2 separate regions of the Podarcis muralis genome follow, and region 1 is linked to region 2. The links are chromatin contacts, called in public Hi-C maps. All regions are on one chromosome and are shown on one strand. The core of a region is the stretch at or near the end of the contact, and the rest is flanking DNA. Distances in the headings are between cores, read along the strand shown. Region 1 holds the start of DHX29 (DExH-box helicase 29). Region 2 holds the start of SLC38A9 (solute carrier family 38 member 9).

Region 1 (3,198 bases), core at 371-2,870, 200 kb before region 2:
AACAAAAATTATTTGAGTAATATCATACAGAGGCAAAACTGACAGTCAAAACACTGCGTTCCTGATATAAGTAACCGGAATACTTGTTTGTTATCAGTGTACTCCTTTTACATATACTAGACCATGCTGGAGTTAGAGCACAAGCAAGCAATGGCATGGGCAGAAATATCATTGACATAATGCCAACAACACATGAATAGTCTAGCAGACATGAAGCTTAAACATGGCTAGAATCACATATGGAAAGCTTACATGGGTAATTAATTATTATAATTATTATATATTTCTTTATACTCCAGCTTTTCCACGAATCATTAGAAAACATTAACGTAAGTAAAACTAATGTATATGATTAAAAACATAGATAATTATAATAAAAACAGCAAAGCACCAACCCTTTTATTAAAAGCAGTCACTTCCCCAAAACCTGTTGGAATAAGAAGGTTTTCACCTGCTGGTGGAAGGATAACAGAGAGGGAGCCAGAATCTGGGAGCATCTACCAAGAAGGCCCTCTTCCATTACCCTACCAAGCGTGCCTGTGTGGGTGGTGGGACAGAGAGAAGGACCTTCCCTAAAGATCTCAAAACCTGGGCAGGTTTGTATGTGGGAATGTGGTATTTCAGATAGCCCGGATCTCGGTTGCTGTATAGGCACTTTGAACTGTGCCTGGAGTCAGACCCGTAGCTAGTGGAGCTGTTGTTAAAAAGGAAGCCACCTGCTCCCTAGGACCAGCCTGGATCAACCACCCAACTGCTGTTCTTTGCGCCCTGCTGAAGTTTCTGAGCACTTTTCAGTGGCAGCTCCACCTACAGCTCATGACAGCAATCCAAACATATGGGCTTTCAAACATGGCCTGCATCCTTAGTATAAAATCAGGTTACAAGAAGCAATATGGTAAGATGATCAGGCTCAAGACCGATCTGGTCCAGCATTTCATCCTCACAACGGCCAAACAAGCTCCTTGGGGAAGCTCTCAGGAGGGACCCAAGCCCCACAGCAATCTCCCCATTTGTGACTCCCAGCAACCAGCCTTCAGAGGCAGCGGAGGGAGAACAGTAGCCATCGCGGCTCGTCCCAACCTTCCTTGCAGCCTGGGGAGGCAGCAACGGAAAGCGCTTCACCTGTCGGATTTCTGCCTTAAACGAGCAGAGCGAAAGCTTAATGGATGCCCACTGAAATCCTACACGACACGCAACGCGGGAGTAAGTCCTATGGAGGCCGGTGGGGCTGGCTTCCGAGCAGGCGTGCGGAGATCCCTGCACCCGGCGGTTCCCCCGGCGGTACCTTGCTTCAGGCGCGGGTCCTTGCCAGCGGGGCTCGGGCGGGGCGCCGAGGTTCTCTTGCCGGCAGCTTCGCCGGCGGCTCCGGACTCGGTCGCGCCGGCGCCCACCGCTTTGGCCCGGGCTGCGGCTACCGCGGCGGGATGGACCGCCCCAGCCCCCGCGGCGCCGCTGCCGCCCTTGTGCTTTTTGTTCTTGCCGCCCATGCCCGACGCCCGCGCGCGCCCCTCTCCGCCGCGGAACCCGCACAAAGACCTCGCGCCGGCTCCGCTGGCATCCGGGCTCGGCAAGCCTCCCGCAGGGGCAGCCGCTCTGATTGGGCCGCAGGCAGCTACGGGCACGTCCTAAGCTTTTGACTCGTGTTTACGGGCACTTCCGCCCAAAGGCGCACGCCACTTCCTGCCGTTTTCTAAGAGAACTTCCGGTTGCTCTCTTCCCCACCTTCCCAGCTCCTCTTCCGCTTTAAAAAAAACCCCACCAACAACACTTTTCTGTCTCTACGCGCACAGAGACATAAAAAGTGAAGAGTCGTTGTAAGGCGGTTCTCTGGTTCTCAGCTGATTTTTAATTGTTTTGTGCAACGTGTCGCAGTTCTTGTAACGTGGTTCTTATTGGGAGCCGCACTAGGATCCCTTGGGGGAAGAAAGGTGGAAGTTAACTTGGACATAAAAAGAAGAAATATTCATAGCTGTCAACTTCCAGATTTGAAAATAAGGGATCAGCAGCATCACCTGTCCCGGGGACAGTCTACGGGATATCTAACAATCCGGGATAGCAGCGGGAAGCAGTGGGAAACGGCGCTGGAATAAGGGAATTTCCCGCAAAAAAAGGGAAGGTTGACAGCTATGGAAATACTGTAATATTTTTAAATGTCCCGCGAGGCGGAATGGGAGAGCTGCTCGTAGAAATAAACGGAGACATTCTAAAGTAGTTGTGATCCTATCCCCACTGGATTTAAAGGTGGTCGTGGTGTTAAACAGAGGCGTGCAAGGAAAATGAATAAGGCTGAGCAACAACGCCATACAGTATATTCGAAGCCCATTTTTTCGCTCAAAAGTATCTGCGTACTGTTGTTTGCCTCCTCATAGAGCTATAATTCTCAGCAACCCTTCACTTAATACAGTTCCCAGCTTCTCAGCTGCAGTGCCCATAATTCTTTCATGGGTTGTGTTTAAAATGTGCTTTAAAGGTATACTTTAGGCAACCCCAGGCAAGAAGGGCAGACGGTGACAGTTCAGCTAGAGATAAGAATGTGTGCAAATGTAGCCAAATAAAATAATATTAATACTTTTATTATTTATACCCTTTAGGTATAAATTAAAAGGCGTAAAAAAACCCCCTTTCTGTTGCTTTTGGTGTAACAGAATAACGCAGCTCCCTTCAAGCTGCCCTGCGTGTCTCAATTTTTTTTATCTCTGAGGATCAGGGGGCCCCTTTCAACGTCCGCCGAAAGTTCAGCCTAAAAGGCCGCTCTAGGGCGCACGACGCTATCGTCCTGCGCGCGGTGCGTGGCGGGAGTGCCTCTCGCGTGTGTTTGCCGGGGAGTGGGAAAGATGGCGGACGCCTTTGGGGACGAGCTGTTCAGCGTGTTCGAAGAAGAACCTGCCGCCGCTTCCGGCTCGAAGAAGGCGAAGGGGGCAGCTGAGGCGACTGCCGCTGCCGCTGCTGTAGGCAAGGCCGGGTGAGGACCCAGGGGAGAGATTGAGAAGGAGAGGCGGAAGGGCGAAGTTCGACCGTCCCTATGGAGATGGGTGCCGTTTCGCGCGTTGTTGGACGCCCTCGAAGTCTCCTGAGAGACAACTAGAGGAGGAGGCTGCCGTTCCCTGTTCCTGTTAAACGTTACTCCGTGATAGGGGATCGCTAACTTTCTTTGCAAACTGGATAAAGTTTTGGGAGCACCACACATCACCCCAAAGC
Region 2 (3,018 bases), core at 280-2,779:
CTGAAAACAAATGGGTAGGCTTCTGTAAATTTTAAATTACCTTGGTGCCCCCTTCTGGAGTGAAAGGTGATTCATGATTATTTTCATAAATTAATAATCTGTATGTGCAACACACTAAAGACAACATGGAATTATTTTTATTTGATTTCCAGAACAGTAGCTGCTCTGCTTTTTTGTATATATTTTAAACAAAATTCTCTGTTTACTTGAGTGTAACCTCATCAAGCACAATAGGGTTTAATTCTGAGCAAACCTGCATAGAATCAGAAATTCTAATCTGTAGGAGCCAGATTACTCTTGATATAATGTAGCCTTTGACCAAAAACAAATGCTTACCCCTGCCCAGATCATCTATTCCCTTGGCTGGAAGACTGTCCCTAAAAGATCTCTCAGCTTTTTTGGGGTGGGGGGGGTGGACAGAGGGCCACATTTCCCATGTGCCAAAGCTTTTAAAACCTATTCCTTACAATGCATTTCAGGCATGAAGACCCTCATATGGAGTTTTGTTCCCCAAAACATGCAGAGAGGCAGCAGTTGAAGATCTGGGGGTTCCCAAAGCTTATTTCTGGGTACAAAGACCCTGCAGTGGGGTAAAGCATCTAAGGAACTGGCAGCGAGAAGAATCAAACCAGCCTTGTTAAAGGACGATTATCCAAACAAAAGATGCTCAAGTTCCATTTATTTCAATGGGGCAGCGTGGGATATATTTAACATTCTCCCGAAATTAGTGGGAGTTAAAAATTCTTTACTTCTGGCTACACCATAGGCAGAGTTTTCAGTTCCCTTGATAAAACTTTAAATCTCATCAGCGCCAACAGGCTGACGTTGTCGCTACTGCGGAGCATTTACCACAAACAGAACTTGAGATTTCAAACTTGGATTCTTTTCCTTCACCCATACAAATAAAGGAGCGATTTTAAAAAAAACCTCTGTTGCGCTACCAAAATCCCGCAGATCTCTTTTAACTTGAGATCTGACTGAGGAGAGAGCAAGAAAGAGACGGACTCCTGTTTTCTCTAGCTAAATGACGCCGTTGCCTTCTTCTGACAACCGATAACACATTTATTTGCAAATGTCTGCTATATTAGAGCAGGCACTTGATCACACGAGCAACTGACCCCTTCGCGCTCTTACTCAGTAGCAAGTCTCGCTGAGTTCCGCGGACCTTGCTCCTAGGTAAGGATGCACAGGGACTGCAGTCTAAAGGCTGGTGATCGGGGTGTGTGTGTTATTATTATATATATATTTAACACAAGTTTAAATGAAATCTAATGCAGATTCTGTACCTGGACTCCGCTCCGCCTGATCTCAGTCTGCCACCATTCACCGGTACGAGGCTGCTGCCTCGCTTGAGTCATTTCCAGTCGAAAGCTGTAAACAGGAAGAACTTTTGCTGCTCTCAGCACCGATAGAGCGGACTCCCTCAGTCCTCCATCGGCACATCCGCCATACAAACGAACGGGATCCGAAGCATGGGATCCACCATAGAGATGTCGACATAGAGCGGCTCCCACTCTGCGCCCATAGAGCTAAGCCAGCCAGCCGCAGAGATATAACATCTCAAGAGTGACACACGCCAGCTTCCCTTTCCGAGTTTAAGGTCTCTTATTTCCCACCGCTAGGAGGGGTGGAAGCGCAGGGCGGCGCGCCTGTGTAAGGTGCGAAGCGTGTGCAACCCGTTCATTTTGAGAGGGAGATGGCAGATACAGTGATTAGCATTTTCCAGTCCTTTCCTTACAAAGGTGACTTGCCAGATGTGCCATCTGGACTTGTTTTGGAACAGAATCTCTTCTGACATCAATAGACAGGCAATATTATGTTAAGAACATGATAAAATGCCAGCAGTTTCATAATGGCACCAGCCAAATTGTAATTTCTGCTTCAGAAATTGGTCATTTATTTTGCCTGGTCCGTTCCTATGTTCAAATTATATGAAGTTTAATATACTGTAAAATTGAATGTATTCTATCCTTCTCAACCAGCAAAAATATATATATATTTTTTTTAAAAAACCCTCTTCTGACGTGTTCTCTGGTTTCAATGCATGTACCGCCTGTGCGGTGATTTCAGGAGACACTGGCGAAGCTAGGCTTTATTTCAACCGGATCAAAGACCCAAGTTTGACACACACACGCAATGTGAATTGCGGACATACACACACAGGTTGGGACATCACCACGGAAGTGGCCTGCGATATCCTCGAAAGCTTGCGCAAGGAAATCTGTTAGGTGCCACAAGGCTCCCAAATGCATCTACAACACTGAAAGAAATCCTGATAATGTGGGAAATGTGCAGGGTTGTACTGGAGACCGGTTGCGGAGATGTATTTCACCTATACAGGTCGGACATTTCTGAAAAGACTCTCCCCACCCACACCCACCCCAGTTGTCAGCTTATCTACTTCAACCCCCCCCCCCATACTAGATGATTGCATCCCCTCTCCCAATCTTCACTAAGATATTAAAAACTCTGTTACATAAACAGCTATTTAATGTAAGCAGCTATCTGTCAGTGCCCCCACCATCTTAAAAATTAAGATAGAAACTGGAATATTCCAAGGCTATTCTTATGTGACACAGCCTCCACCCCATTCAGCTTGCAATAAGGAGATGACAATGCCAAACTATGTTGCAGGGTTTTTATATGCCACTGTTAATTCCCACCCTTGCGATATAGGCATAATATAGTTATAGGAATTCTAAGGTCTCATATATACCGGTAAGTATATAAACCACGTGTCTGAAATAGTACAGGAAAACAATCCTGAAGCCATTTTGACTCTCCCAAATTCACCTCAAATATTTCTCTGCAAGGAGGGAGGAAATGGGAAAAGCTTTCCAATTGTCTTTGGATTGTAGGGGCTTACACCTCCCTGTAAATACAGTCTGGCAAGTATCTGTTAAGCTGAGCAGACTATCAATATGCATATGGGATTCAGGAACTAAGTATTTACCATCTCAAAGGAATGGCCAGGATGCCCAGGTAAAAGCAATCAGTGATCATTATTAGGTATCCTGT

What was found. Hi-C and Micro-C count contacts between places; a contact is called where the count stands out from the background.
Region 1: a Hi-C map of tail shows a contact between it and region 2, with 6 times the contacts expected there. The contact joins the promoter of DHX29 here to the promoter of SLC38A9 in region 2. A contact is called at or near these places in 3 of 3 Hi-C or Micro-C datasets (blood, tail and an unstated tissue).

Annotation. Positions count from the first base shown.
Region 1 is chr11:44,255,633-44,258,830 of rPodMur119.hap1.1, reverse strand. It overlaps DHX29 (DExH-box helicase 29), which reads right to left and starts at 1,620. Exons shown (of 27, transcript XM_028748426.2): 1 at 1,286-1,620. The coding sequence starts at 1,487. MTREX (Mtr4 exosome RNA helicase) reads left to right here and starts at 2,800. Exons shown (of 27, transcript XM_028749105.2): 1 at 2,800-2,962. The coding sequence starts at 2,835.
Region 2 is chr11:44,060,376-44,063,393 of rPodMur119.hap1.1, reverse strand. SLC38A9 (solute carrier family 38 member 9) reads right to left here and starts at 1,529. Exons shown (of 14, transcript XM_077936378.1): 1 at 1,287-1,529.